Regions from separate parts of the Mus musculus genome. Here regions 2, 3, 4 and 5 are each linked to region 1. The links are chromatin contacts, called in public ChIA-PET, Hi-C, HiChIP or PLAC-seq and promoter capture Hi-C maps. All regions are on one chromosome and are shown on one strand. Each heading gives the region's core, a stretch centred on a gene start, on an enhancer-like site or on the middle of the called end of the contact. The rest is flanking DNA. Distances are from core to core; before and after follow the strand shown.

Region 1 (2,700 bases), core at 85-2,584:
AGTCTCCTCCCCCTGGGAACGCGCGGGGTGGGTGACAGACCTGGCCGCGCGCCACCACCACCGCGCCTGCCGGGGGCGCTGAATCTGCCTGAGAAAGAAGCTACGGCTGCCGCCTGGAGGAGGTGCCGTAGCGCCCGCCACCGCTGCCGCCGCCGCCAGGGGTAGGAGCTAAGCCGCCGCCATTTTGTGTCCCCCTGTTGTTGTCGTTGACATGAATCCGACATGACACTGATTACAGCCCAATGGAGTCTCATTAAACCCAAGACGCGGCCCCGCCCCGGCGCCGTTCCATTGGACGAGAGCACGAACACTTAGGGCCAACCGTTGGCCTACGGGTCTGTCCGTCACCCGCTCGCTAAACACTCTGCCCCCCATTGGGGCAAGTTCCTGCCGGTCATCTCGCCTCCACATAGACACACCTCTCGACCCATCATTTCCCCCCCCCCACCTCCGGCACCACCCCGAGGGAGGGTCGACTGCCAGTACCAATCAACAGACCGCGGGGCCCGCCTTTTCCGGGCACCTATTGGTCCAGCCCTTTTTCTCTCTCACAGACACCGCGCCACCTCTACTTCCACCTACCCGCCCCCTCTACCTCTAGAAATGGATTGGATCTAGGCGCAGGAGAGGCGCTTGGCCTTATTGGCTGTACACGACGCCAATCAGAAGCCTTTTTTCCTCTCCCCTCCCCCACTCAACCCCAAAGCCCCTAGCCCGCAGCTAAAGTTTGTGTGAGAGCTGATCGCTGGCGGCGGCCGCAGGATTTAGGGGTGGGCGCAGGCGGGCGCGCGCGGGCGGGCACGCGAAGTTAAAATTCGAGGTTCTCAGTCGCCTGCTCCCGCCGAGGAGCGCGCGGACGGGCGCGCCGCCCGGAGCGTTCCATCCAGCCCCCTCCTCCACCCTCTCTCCTGTCCTGTCCCGGGCGACTACTCGCCCGCCCCCTGGCTTGCACCCTACCCCCTTCACATACCCCCTACCCTGCCAGCCTCAGGCCGGGTGCAGGCGGAACGATCTCACTGCAGCCTCTTCGCCATCCCATACGGAGGGGGAGCAAGCCCCCTACCCACCGGGTGTGCACCCCCGGCTCCGCACTCGCCCGTGTCTGCAAGCACGTGCACTATTCGCCGCTGCCTCCGGCCACCCCGGTCCCCGGCTAACCTCGCCTCCAGCCCGGCCAATCGCTTGCTGCCCTTTGTTGCTGCAGACCGGGTCTCCCCGCTGCCTTCCTCAGCCTCCGCCTCGTCCTTTGCCAGCCGCCCGGGTCCGCAGCGCCGCGCTCCCCCCGCCCGGGACCCACCGCCGCCGCCTCCTTCTCCTCCTCCGCCTCCTCCTCCTCGGCTCCGGGCTGCAGCGCACAGAGCCCGAGGCAGCGCCGCCCAGCCCCGCTCCCCCCGCGCCGCCCGCTAGCCCGCCTGGCCCGGCCGGGGGCGCAGCCCGGACCCCGCCCGCCCCAGTCTCCGCCCCGGGGGTACCTGCCTCCGCCCCGGGGGGCTCCGCTCACCGCCCTCAGGGGAGGGCGGGGATGCCGGTGTCCGAAAGGATGGGGACGCCTGGGCTGTTTTGGGGTGGGGAGTGTGTCCGCCAGGTCTGGGACTGAGGTGCGGTCTTCTTAAACGCGCCCCCCCTCCCGCCGCCGTGGGCCCCAAACTTCGTCCTTCTCCCGGGTCTTGTACCCTCGGGCGACCGCGGCAGTTTTGGGGTGGGGGATGCCTCAGGAGCTGTCTCTACCCTGATCAGGAGGAAGAGGGAGCAGTGACATTCAGCGACTGCGGACAGGCATCCTCGGGTGGGAGTGGGGATGTCAGACGCAGGCTGGAGAGGGAAGCTGCCCCTCAGGATGCCCTCTCCCGGCCTGCGGGAGAGGCTGGCGAGCTCGGAGCTGCGTTCTGGGTGCTTCCTGGACTGTGCAGCTGGATAACATTGGGGTTGGGCGGGGGGCGACCGCTGGGGGGCCCTTCCCTCGTCTCCAACCAGCGCTGTAAGGAAAGCTGATGGCGAAGTTCGGTTTTCCAGGCTTCCCCTGGGCCCCCGGAGTTCCTGAGGCCCATACGAGGGAGGCTGGGGGATCCTCTGGCCGCCCAGGCAAGGCTACTCTAAAGGTGCCCACATGCCTTGCAGCGCCCTCCGGACTCTGGAGAAAACGTCCTGCTCTTCCCAGAGTTGGGTGGGATGCTGGTAAGAGATACTTGAGAGTATGAGAAAGGTAGACTTGAGAAAAGGCTCCTCCTAACAGAGTTTGAACAGTTTCTCTTCCCAGACCTTTGGGAAGAAGGGAAACAAACCTATGTCCCTGGGAAAGCCAAGTTTCCCCGTGTGGTGGCCGGGGTGAAAAACCACCTGTTGCCTGAAGTTCTGTCCTTGAATCAGGACGTTCTTGGGGCCCCTGATGAGGAGATGTAGGATGTCAAAGAGCAGGAATTTCAGTCTCCCTGCCCTGAATGACTCATTTTCATGCCACTGCCACTCCTGCAGCAGAGTTCAACTCCCCGTTAGAAACTACTGTTCAACTATGTAGGTACTTTGTTAGACCCAATAATCTCAGTTCTTATCTTAGCAGCAGCAGCAGCCCTGTCACATGCAGACAGAAATGCACAAAGGCTACTCTGGTGTGCGAGCTTCCTCTGCTTCTGAGCTTGGCAGCAAGGTGAGGAAGAAGCCAGGACAAAAGGCAGAGGTGAATGAAAGATTAAAAAAAAAAGA
Region 2 (2,700 bases), core at 58-2,557, 420 kb after region 1:
ATAGGCTCTCTCCTTTTTAAATTTTCACAAAGTACCAATAATAGGGGAGGCATTATTATTTATTATTATCTTTGTTGAGCAAACTAGTAAAGAATTCCTAGGGGGAAAAAAAATCAGCAAGATTACATAACCTCCCAAAAATCAGACAGCAAATAAATGATTCTAAACTTCATATAATGTGCTTTTTTGTTCAATATAACACACTGAGACACTCAGGACTCTTTTAATATAAAAATGTTTGGTCAAAGAGAAGCATCCAGATATAGACAAAATAGGGGTACAGTCATTATCTATGGCTTTATTTCAAATAACATTTCAACAACTAAAACTCCTATGACAATATGATTACATGAGGTGACCAGATAATTCACGATCCAAATGGATAAATAAAAAACCTAACAGTAATCATGTCAAGCTAACAGGCACCATTCAGCACCTGCTCTGGGCAAACTGGGGTACGTGGTCGCCTGGTTTATAAGACAGCTTTATTTATGTTTTATTGCAGCAATTTTTAAAAGCAACAACCAGAAGTAAAGAAAGCCATGGATGCTAGACAAATGAGCAGGAAAGAGTTAACCTCTGGCCAGTCACCATCATTTGGTTCCAGTTTTATCTTTGACAGTTCTGCTTAATGTAGCAATTCACTGACTGAAATGATTTGGAGTTAGAAAACCTTGTGTGTTTTCTCAAACAAAGATGACCTATTTATAAATACGAGCATTAACAGCTGAAACACTGCACATAGGAAAAAGGTCCTATTTCAGTTTTCTAAGACAGTTCATAGATCAAATAGTTTCAGTGTATCTTCAAATCTTATTTAGCTCACCAAGAAATCTCACAACATAAAAATTTATATAGCAATCTGAATTTTTAAATTCTTAAAAAGAAAGAAAGAGGAAGAGAAGAGAAGAGAAGAGAAGAGAAGAGAAGAGAAGAGAAGAGAAGAGCAGAGCAGAGCTCAGCTCCCAGGTCCTAAAATGAGTTTGAAAATTCTGCTTAAATGCTGCAAAGAACCCAGCTCAACAAAATTCCATCTTAGCCCTACTTTTGTCTCCATATAATGTTTTCCATCTGAGTAGTTTGGAGGATTCTATTGGATGTACCTCAAAAGTCCTGAGCCTTAAAAAGAAAAATACCCCAGGACCTCACCCACAGCCCACATAAACTTTCCAGTGTGGGCTTAACCCACACTAGCAGTTCCAGCATGATGATGATGGAGGACACAGACAGACTCAAGAGTCCCAAAATAGTCTCAGCCAAACCTGGCCATACAGACTGCACAGCAAATACCCTCACTACTCCCAACGGGGTTCCCAGTGGTCCCTGGCACAACTTGGGAGTTGTAAACAACCCCAAAGCAGACTGCACACAGGGTTATGAAGACAAGGCAATGTTTAACAGAGAAACTTTTAAAGTGTTACTCAGTAAAAAAGTACACAAAGTAGTAGTGAATGACCTACATTGTCTCAGACTCTACTCCTGGCAAACTAGAATGTATCGCTTCCATTCCGGAAAACAATTTCCACACAGAGAAAGAAAAAAAATTCCAATATTTTCTAGATCTCCTACATTTAAGGCTTTACCTTTCCTATTGGAACAATTTAGACTGACAAAAGAATTAGTTTATCAACTATGTTCTAACATGGCCCAAATGAAGACCTGATATACATAACAAGGGATAAAAGTTCTCCAAGGATAACCAATTTTGTAAGCCAAAAATTTAGCTTCTTAATCACTAAAAATTAGTAGAATAAAATACAAATTATGATAGTCAGAATACCTCTAGCCAAATCATTCAAGACCTTAAGCTTAAAAGGATAGTCTAATTAAAATAATTAGAAATTAAGAGTTGACTGCTACCCTAAAAATGACATAACTAGGCTGTTTGTTTCGAGACAGGGTTTCTCTGTGTAGCCCTGGCTGTCCTGAAACTCACTTTGTAGACCAGGCTGGCCTCAAACTCAGAAATCCGCCTGCCTCTGCCTCCCAAGCACTGGGATTAAAGGCGTGGGTCTTACTTAGCTAGGCTTAAATAAGGTATCTCAAAATCTAGGATCTGGTTCAAGATTTGTAACAATTTAAGTGAACTTAAACAAATTATACTATTTCTGATTTTCAGTGTCTTCAACTGCAAAATGAGGCAATTACATAGGTAAGTGTGTTTCCTGTTTATAAAGTGAAGCTTTACACATATCTTTTCAATTGACATCATTTCCTAGGTGGGGAAAGGCTTTTAAGATTAAAAAAAAATATTCCACTCATAAACTGTCTTGAAAGTTAAAAGCATTGTACAGATAGTGGGACACACCTATCATCTCAGCACTCAAGAGATCAAAGCAAAAGGATACCAATTGAGGACAGCCAGAGAGGGCTACTGTAGCAAGTTCTAAGTTAGCCCAGGAAAACAGTGAGACCCTGTCTCAAAATGTCAAATTCAAAACAAAGTTTTAAAGTACAATTACCCTGTAGTACTGTAGGATGGAGGTTGGTATCACAGTAGTGAGAGATTTCATTAAACAATGCCCATGGTAAAAATAAAAAAAGAATTAGAAAAGAGCCTCAATTAGATTGTAGGTATGTCTGGTTTCTAATCCTATATTCTTTGATAGCCATTGCAAAGTCACACGCTGCTATATTTAGCAACAATTATTTTAAGTGTGGGGTAAAGGCAAGAACACAGGACATGAGGTCAGATTTTGA
Region 3 (2,700 bases), core at 169-2,668, 390 kb after region 1:
ACCTCCTACCTTTACTTGTGTTACATCATTACCCATATATATAAAGAAAGCCATACCCCATCTCTCTCTCTCTCTCTCTCTCTCTCTCTCTCTCTCTCTCTCTCTCTCTCTCTCTCTCTTCCCCCCTTCTCTTTTCTGCTGCCACCTTGCCCCTCTTACACGTGGAACTGTTTTGGCCTGGTGTGCTATGTTCCAACTCGAGCCACTATTCTAACATATCACCTCCTGCCTTGGTCTCACAAGTGAACTAGGCATGCTGAGCCACACCCATCTCTTCAAGTCTGTTAACATTATAGTCAACTGTGGGATGAATTCACCTTTCATAGAGGTGGACCATTAGGAGGGGACAGGACAAAGTGAACGGAAGGTTACTTAATAAGCAGAATGACAGAAGGGGCAGGACTGGAGGCAGGCAACCTTGGGTCCTACTGTTAACACCTCAGGAGGGAATCATCAAGGAATAAAGAACGAGTAGAGTCAGAGTTGGAGACATTCTGGATATTCAAGACATTTTATTCACTAAAAAGCATACTGAGTCAGGTATGCTAGTGAACACCTTTAACCTCAGCTCAGGGAGGGTGGTTGAGTTTAAGGAGAATCGGGCCTATTTACCAAGTTCCAGTCCTGCCAGGGACATACCCTGAGACCCAATCACCAAACATAAGTAAGAAAGCCTAAAAACAAAAGTATACTGAGCGCGTAAAGGTACAAAGACAGAGGGAACTTTACCTTTGGCTGGCTCCTGAGATGAGATGGAAGGAAACAAAATTACAGGACAACCTAGCTCTTCTAATGTAAAATCTGGCCAGAAACCAGATCAGGGAGGTCAAGAAACCTTCTGGGCTGGCTGTGGGGCAGCGTGCCTTTATCAGACTGTGGAGGCACACGTTTGTGGGTTCCAGGTCAGCCAGGGGCACACTGTGAGACCCTATCTCAAAACACAAAATTTTCAGGAACATCTCTGAATCTTTCTGTTTACTTTGTTTTGAAGACACAAGCTCCACTGTGTAGCTCTAGCCATCCTCGAATTCATTTGTAGATCAAGCTGGCCTTGAACTCACAGATCCACCTGCCTCTCTGCTTCCTGAGTGCAGGGATCAATGGGGTGTGCCACTATCACCAGCTTAAGAATCTTAAAACTAAAAAAAAAAAAAAAAAAAGGAAAGAAAGAAAGAAAGAAAAGAAAAAGAAGAAAAAAGAAATTACAAACCCTAAAGGAATTGGAATCACTAAGACACCCTAACAGGCCAAATATCAATAATGAAACTAGTTAGACAACTGACACATTTCCTTAGAGATGATGAGAGAGCAAAGCAGGAGAGGTTTACAATTGCTCTCAAGGCAGGAATGACTCACAGTGCCCTTGAGAAGCCATGCCTGGGAGGCTTCTATGGAAGGAGAAAACACCACTTCAAAGTGGTCGCCACAGACAGGAACATAAAGCTATATACCACTAGGTATTCTATTTCACAAGTGTTTTGCCAACCTGTATTCAAACTGAAAGCTCGTGATCAGAAAATAAAGATCAAAGTTCCTTCACCAAAAGAGCAACCCCCGGGTTCAGATGTTTTCACAGCACACATATTGAGCAATGACTAGCGTTAGGTAAAATGGCAAAGGCAGAGGGCACAGTGAGGTAGGTAGGGGTGGGGAGGTGCTTCCCTCGCATGTGGGAGGCACCGGATGGGATCCCTGGCACCAAGGCAGAAACGTTCTTGTTAATTATGATTGTCATACCTCAGGAGAGTCGTTAGTAAAATTAAAAGTATGGTACTTAACACTGTTTTTATCTGAAAATAGGCAGAAATGTGAGGAATATTTTCATTATAATAATGAAAATGGGAAGGTTTAAATTAGGCATTAAACAGTGCCTGATGCATAACTTAATTAATAGTTTTTACACCATTAAATATATGCAGGCCAGGGAGAAGGCTCGGGGGATAATGCACATGGTGCTGAAACTTGAGGACATGAGTAGATGTACACAACCCGCCCAAGGGTCAAGTGCATGCGGTGACCCATCTGCAACCCAACATGCACCACGCCCTGATTTATAAAGTTCTGAGAACCAGGCGTAGGGCCTCAAACACACTACACAAGTACTCTACCCACTGAGGCAAATCCCCAACCCATTTGTTTGCTCTGCAACTGACTCAGAAAGAACATGTGATACAGAGGACAATCACATTAGAAAGTTTGTCTGAGTAGTTTTTTAAAAGAAACACTCTCTTATTGTCACTAAATTCTCAACTATAATTACCTCTAGAGCTGCACTAGCCATTCGTCACCATGAAGGGTCCCAGCCTATAACAGAACACCAGGGATGAGAAACTCCAAACCATCCACACCGAAGACTGTGAGGCACTTGCAAGCAAAAGCTTCGTAAGAGTACTATATAACTCAAGACTTTTTAAACCTGAAAGATATGTTTTCACAGTATATTTTCATGATGGTTCCCCTCCCCCAATCTCTCCCAGATCCTCCTCCCCACCTCGACCTCCCAACACAAAAACAGAAAAATAAAAAGCAAAAGAATAATAGGACAAAAAAAAAAAAAGTACCAAAATAAAACAAAAGTCTACAAAAATACTACAGAGTTTATTTTGTGTTGGCTAAACACTCCTGGGCATAGGGCCTGCTGTGTAATGCAGTTGACACACCCAGTGACACTCCATAGGAGAGCTGCTTTCCCCTTTGTAT
Region 4 (2,700 bases), core at 83-2,582, 310 kb before region 1:
TTCTTTTTTTCTTTTTTTTTTTTTGGTTTTTCAAGACAGGGTTTCTCTGTGTAGCCCTGGCTGTCCTGGAACTCACTTTTGTAGACCAGGCTGGCCTCGAACTCAGCAATCCACCTGCCTCTGCCTCCTAAATGCTGGGATTAAAGGCGTGCACCACCATGCCTGGCTTCAGCCTGCTTTCTTATAGAACACAGGACCACCAGCCCAGGGATGGCCACTTCTATAATGGGCTGAGACCTTCTCTATCAATCACAAATTAAGAAAATGTCCTATAGGCTTGCTCACAGCCTGATCTTATAGAGTTATCTTCTCAAGTGAGGTTCCCTTCTCTCAAATGACTTTAGTGTCAAGTAGACATAAAACTACCCAGCAAAGCTGGTTCTGGTTACAACAGAGGCCAGTGCACCTGTTGCCATTTCAAGCCTCTCTAAATGTCACTTTCCTTGCTGCCACTTCAAGTAACAGGTGCCTTTTCCAGCCCTCTACCCTTTTGCCAGTTTTCTGTTTACAATGATGTGTGGTTCATGATGTGTTCATGTGGGGTGTGCTTGTGTCTGTGCTGATACAAGTGTGTGTTCACGTGCGTGTGTGTGTGTGTGTGTGTGTGTGTGTGTGTGTAAGACAAAGGCTACTGGCTATCTTCTTCAACCGTTCTTTGCTCCCCCCCTTTTAAATTTATTTATTTTATGTATATGAGCACACTATCTTCAGACACACCAGAAGAGGGCATCGAATCCCATTTCAGGTGGTGTGAGCCACCATGTGGTTGCTGGGAATTGAATTCAGGACCTCTGGAAGAGCAGTCAGTGCCTCTGAGCCATCTCTCCAGCCCCGCTTGCTTGCTTGCTTGCTTGCTTGCTTTTCTTTCTTTCTTTCTTTCTTTCTTTCTTTCTTTCTTTCTTTCTTTCTTTCTTTCTTTCTTTCTTTCTTTTTTTAGGTCTCTCACTGAATCAGATAGGCAGGTTGGCCAGTAAGCTGCATGAATCCTCATGTCCCTATCTCCCCAGTGTGGGGGCTACAGAAGTACTGCTGAGCCAACTCCCCCATCTCTGTAGGTTTGGGTTTGTTTAGTCTTGTCTTGTTTTTGACTCTTTCTGGAATTTTTGAAACAGTTTATTATGTAGCTAAGGATGATCTCAAACTTGTGACCTGTCTGCCCGTGAGATGTCAGCTGTGTGCCATGACACACCTGGGATGTCAGGTGAGGGATATCAGCTGTGTGCCATGACACACCTGGCTCCTGCTTACTATTTGTTTTTTGGTTCTAGCACTCTGGCTATCTGAAATGTCAATACTTGCCAAACAAAGATTACAGAGAACACCTTAGCTAAACAGGGGAGGTTTCAATAAGCTTCCTGAAGTGAGAGACTACATACTGGTGAATAGGGGAGCAGAAATAAAGAGAGCTCACTGTACAGGATTTAGGCATGTTTGATGCAATCTTAAAGAGAGTTCTGGAAAGCAAGGAAGCACGGTATACTATTCTAGATTGGGCGCTTCTGGAAAGAAGAGGCAACTACTTGATTTTTATGAAGCAGCAGGGTGAGGAGCGTATGGCCACAGTGGCCATTACTTAATGCCTTTCCTGGCTCTGAGGCATGGTGACAGGCAAGGTTGAGTAAGCAGTCACACCCAGGCCTTGGCTGATGACTCACGAGTGTCCAGGACAGCCCGGCTGGACCGAGGGCAGTGACTAGTTGGCAGTACCAACGAAGCTTTTGTCTTTCACACACAGCAACTGGAAGATTGTTGAGGGCAAGCATGTCATGTTTTAATCCCCAAAGCACCAGTTATCACACTGACATTCAAACATCTTCCATCTTTGATCTTACACAGCTACAGTGGTGTCAGTCCTCCATCCAGGACAGATATTCTTGGAATCTTACAGAAGATGGTAGGGCCAGTAAACGATGCTGGCAGGTAGATGGGTGTCAACACTATTCTCATAAAACTTTTAAAATGGATCGAGCAATTGTATCTTTTCAACTCTCCCAAGGACTAGACAGGGCTTGGCCTTTTCCAGGTGGTCAGGGAAAACAATTGGAGAAGATATTTTCAATGACGGTGGATGACTAAGTTAAATATTGTGCTGTAAGTAAAGTTGGGGAAGCAGTCTCTATTCACTTTAAATGGCCTTTCTTTCCCCCATTTACAATAGCATTATCTTAATGCTATTCTACCCAGGATGAAATCCGAGTTGGTTCTCCCAAGAGACCATAGGCCTTTCCAGAAAGAATAATACTCTGGGATGTTAAGAAGTGAAGAGAGCACCTTTAATCCCAGCACTTGGGAGGCAGAGGCAGGCGGATTTCTGAGTTCGAGGCCAGCCTGGTGAGTTCCAGGACAGCCAGGGCTACACAGAGAAACCCTGTCTCAGAAAAACAAAAACAAAAAAACAAGGCCACACCTCTTAAGCCTCCCCCCAAATCACCACCAACTGGGGACCAAGTGCTCAGACCCCTGAGTCTGGGGTGGGGGTGGGGCAGCGTTTCTCTCTCAGAGTGTCACACTCCAGTCTCCACTGCTCTCTCTCAGAGTGTCACACTCCAGTCTCCACTGCTCTCTCTCAGAGTGTCACACTCCAGTCTCCACTGCTCTCTCTCAGAGTGTCACACTCCAGTCTCCACTGCTCTCTCTCTGAGTGTCACACTCCAGTCTCCACTGCTCTCTCTCAGAGTGTCACACTCCAGTCTCCACTGC
Region 5 (2,700 bases), core at 26-2,525, 310 kb after region 1:
GATATAGAAACACTCCAACGTTGTCCTCTGACCTCCACATGAGTTCAATAACACACACGGTGTGTGTGTCTGTCTGTCTGTCTGTCTGTCTGTGTCTCTCTCACTCTCTCACACACACACATTCATGAGTGAGTGCACACACAGTCATACACATACACACAATCACATACGTAAACATACAGAGTCACAATACACACGTACACAGTCACACACATTAACACACATGCACAAACACAGAGTCACACAGAGACACATGCACACACACAATACAAACAACAAATTGGAGAAACATTTAACTGGGGACGTGATAGGCCCTAAGGGTAAATTACTATGACTGATTAGCTAAACTGACAGAGTGTCCAACCACCTTCTAAATGCCTGTTTACAGCCAGAGAACTAATGAGAGAAGCATTTCTTTCTTGAAAATAGCCGAGAAGGCAGAAGCTTAATATTTCCAAAGTGAGTGTTGATAATAAAGGACGGGTGAGAGCAAAGCTATAAATAAGAAATGTAGCCGGGCAGTGGTGGTGCACGCCTTTAATCCCAGCACTTGGGAGGCAGAGGCAGGCGGATTTCTGAGTTCAAGGCCAGCCTGGTCTACAAAATGAGTTCCAGGACAGCCAGGGCTATACAGAGAAACCCTGTCTCAAAAAAACCAAAAGAAATGTATACCAGTCCCAATAAGGCTCAGGGAACATGACATACAGCTTCACTGAAAGAACAAAACTATGAGAGCAATGACCATGCTCTGAAATGATGAACTGAAATAAATCTTCCTCCTTTCAAGGTGTTTATCTCAGATATATAAACATGGCAACCAAAATCTGACTGAAACAAACCCTTATACCACTTTTGAAAAAAATAAGGTGGTTTGATTTTAATGAAATCAACCATACATTCCGAGGTTGATTCAGAAATCACACTCCCAGTGAAATGGAACTTTATGTTAACACAAAGATGCATAAACAAATGTTTATAGCAGTTTTTTCCATAATTGCTCCAAATTGGAAACAATCCAAATACTACTCTAGAGTGAATGGAGACACAGTATACTATACATCACGATAATGGAAAACCACTCAGCTGTAAAACCAAACAAAGCAAAGCTCTGTCTACTTACATACGACAAAAATGCATGACTGTAAGGTACCTTTCTGTCACAGGCAGGAAGCCATATTCAAAGACCATGCACGCACGATCCCGAGTTAGTGAGGGCTGGGAACTCAGGCTGGAGAGAACTGAGCCGGGTTGCTTTGGAGGAGGAAGTAATATCAGAAAGCCAAAATGAAAGGAAGAGCTTGCTTTCTGTTCCTCTCGTGCCAACCCTTCATGGAGTGACATCCTGCTCAAGGGTCAGGTGCACATATAAAGGGGTAGGGAGGGGTTGTGGTCTACCAAGAGGCTGGGCAACAAAACCCTCCTGTTATTTTTGGGACCTGGGAGTCTGGTAAAGACTGGAAAGGTTAGAATTTTGAGAAGAATAAAACGAAGCCAGAAATGAAGCAAAGTGTCTTCCAGCTTCCTTTCCCTCTGCCCATGGGTAAAGCCTTGAGGGAGGTGTGTGAGGAATGTACTGACAAAACCTGCCAGTGCCTGGAACTGAGCTATGTGTAAAGAGCATGTGTGAGGCCTTGACTGTCACTCACTTCTTTAGCAACTGCTAGGGAACATACATGCACCAAATGTGACACACATAGGGTGATTTGTCCCTGAATCCTCTCTGGTGAAACTTTGGTTCAGTGTATGATGGGGTTTGAAGAAAAAAGAAAATCACACACAGGGGTTTGGTGATGTCTCGGTTGGCAAAGTGTTTGCTGTGTGTCTTGGTTAGGGTTTCTATTGTGGTAATAACACACCATGACCAAAAAAACAAAAAACAAGTCTAAACTCTAAACAAAAGGGTTTATTACAGCTTACAACTCTAGTATAACAAAAGATCAGGGCAGAAACCTGGGGGCAGGAATGAAACAAAGGTTAGGTAGGACAGTGCCTATTCCCTTCTTGACCATGGGCTTGCTCAGGTGGCTTTCTTGTATATCCCATGACCCCAGGGTGGCACCACCCACAATGGGCTGGTTCCTCTCATGTCAATCACTAATTAAGAAAATGTCCACAGGCAAATCTTACTGAGGCTTTTCTTTTTAAATTGGTTCCCTCTTCTCAGATAACTCCAGCTTTTGTCATGTTGACATACAAACAAACAAACAAACAAACAAACAAAAACAAACCATCAACTGGAGACTGTGTAAGTGCCAGGTCCTGCACTTTCCTAAAAGCATTGAACATCATGGTGTGGGAAGGCAGAAATGAGCAGATGCCTGGAGCCTTCCATCCAGCTAACCATCCTAGCTGAGTTAAGGAGCCCAAATCAATGAGAAATCCAGTTTGGAAAAACAAGGGCCAGCTCTTGATGAATGATACACAAGGTTGTCCTCAGATCTCCATACACACTTGCACACATGATCACGTAGACAAACACAGAAACACACATTCTACGAAACGCTAGAAATGGCAAAATCATATGAATAAAAAATTAGGAAGGAACAGACTGCATTTCACCCAGAAGGTAACTTAAAAAAAAGGCCTACTACTAATTCTAGAAAGTCTGTGTCAAAGAAAAAAATAATGAATTAGGGAAAAGTATAAAAACATATTTGCACCAGTTCACAACCCCTACAGTCCTACGTGGTGACATGATAT

Evidence for each region. Promoter capture Hi-C pulls out the DNA fragments that hold promoters and counts their contacts. A called contact is a pair of places that touch in the nucleus more often than the background predicts. ChIA-PET counts read pairs in DNA pulled down with a chosen protein or histone mark. HiChIP or PLAC-seq counts read pairs in DNA pulled down with a chosen protein or histone mark.
Region 2: a contact with region 1 is called in a Hi-C map of natural killer cells, with 5 times the contacts expected there. The contact joins the enhancer-like site here to the promoter of Kat6b in region 1. A contact is called at or near these places in 5 of 39 promoter capture datasets (the HPC-7 cell line, cranial neural crest, maxillary cranial neural crest and 2 more), 7 of 484 Hi-C or Micro-C datasets (embryonic stem cells, muscle stem cells, natural killer cells and 3 more), 12 of 115 datasets of contacts at active chromatin or transcription factors (astrocytes, bone marrow-derived macrophages, cardiomyocytes and 8 more) and 3 of 9 other capture datasets (adipose tissue, liver and macrophages).
Region 3: a contact with region 1 is called in an RNA polymerase II ChIA-PET map of memory CD8 T cells, with 11 read pairs. The contact joins the enhancer-like site here to the promoter of Kat6b in region 1. A contact is called at or near these places in 12 of 39 promoter capture datasets (the 3T3-L1 cell line, the C10 cell line, the HPC-7 cell line and 10 more), 1 of 15 datasets of contacts at CTCF or cohesin (the NIH/3T3 cell line), 1 of 484 Hi-C or Micro-C datasets (bone marrow-derived macrophages), 19 of 115 datasets of contacts at active chromatin or transcription factors (the 230-238 cell line, CD8 T cells, T-cell acute lymphoblastic leukemia and 13 more) and 2 of 9 other capture datasets (adipose tissue and pancreatic islet).
Region 4: a promoter capture Hi-C map of neutrophils shows a contact between it and region 1, with 2.4 times the contacts expected there. The contact joins the enhancer-like site here to the promoter of Kat6b in region 1. A contact is called at or near these places in 4 of 39 promoter capture datasets (cranial neural crest, neutrophils, pre-B cells and 1 more), 1 of 115 datasets of contacts at active chromatin or transcription factors (bone marrow-derived macrophages) and 1 of 9 other capture datasets (liver).
Region 5: a contact with region 1 is called in an H3K27ac HiChIP or PLAC-seq map of T-cell acute lymphoblastic leukemia, with 3 times the contacts expected there. The contact joins the enhancer-like site here to the promoter of Kat6b in region 1. A contact is called at or near these places in 9 of 39 promoter capture datasets (the 3T3-L1 cell line, the C10 cell line, cranial neural crest and 4 more), 1 of 484 Hi-C or Micro-C datasets (nephron progenitors), 11 of 115 datasets of contacts at active chromatin or transcription factors (the 230-238 cell line, T-cell acute lymphoblastic leukemia, bone marrow-derived macrophages and 8 more) and 1 of 9 other capture datasets (adipose tissue).

The regions. Positions count from the first base shown.
Region 1 is chr14:21,498,419-21,501,118 of GRCm38.p6, reverse strand. It overlaps Kat6b (K(lysine) acetyltransferase 6B), which reads right to left and starts at 1,334. Exons shown (of 17, transcript NM_017479.3): 1 at 1,159-1,334.
Region 2 is chr14:21,078,263-21,080,962 of GRCm38.p6, reverse strand. All of the region lies in intron 1 of Adk (adenosine kinase), which reads right to left. Among named protein-coding and RNA genes, the nearest start is that of Adk, 27 kb to the right of the region's middle. Within about 2 kb of position 1,307, at least 4 of the 459 cell types and tissues checked have an H3K27ac peak or open chromatin away from gene starts, as enhancers often do.
Region 3 is chr14:21,111,734-21,114,433 of GRCm38.p6, reverse strand. All of the region lies in intron 3 of Adk (adenosine kinase), which reads right to left. Among named protein-coding and RNA genes, the nearest start is that of Adk, 61 kb to the right of the region's middle. Within about 2 kb of position 1,418, at least 51 of the 459 cell types and tissues checked have an H3K27ac peak or open chromatin away from gene starts, as enhancers often do. A contact at or near this core is called in CD8 T cells, T-cell acute lymphoblastic leukemia, liver and 2 more, where this site is marked.
Region 4 is chr14:21,807,338-21,810,037 of GRCm38.p6, reverse strand. No RefSeq gene overlaps it. Among named protein-coding and RNA genes, the nearest start is that of Gm23502, 4.0 kb to the left of the region's middle. Within about 2 kb of position 1,332, at least 83 of the 459 cell types and tissues checked have an H3K27ac peak or open chromatin away from gene starts, as enhancers often do. A contact at or near this core is called in bone marrow-derived macrophages and neutrophils, where this site is marked.
Region 5 is chr14:21,193,121-21,195,820 of GRCm38.p6, reverse strand. The region is part of intron 4 of Adk (adenosine kinase); the gene reads right to left. Among named protein-coding and RNA genes, the nearest start is that of Adk, 140 kb to the right of the region's middle. Within about 2 kb of position 1,275, at least 56 of the 459 cell types and tissues checked have an H3K27ac peak or open chromatin away from gene starts, as enhancers often do. A contact at or near this core is called in the 230-238 cell line, T-cell acute lymphoblastic leukemia and bone marrow-derived macrophages, where this site is marked.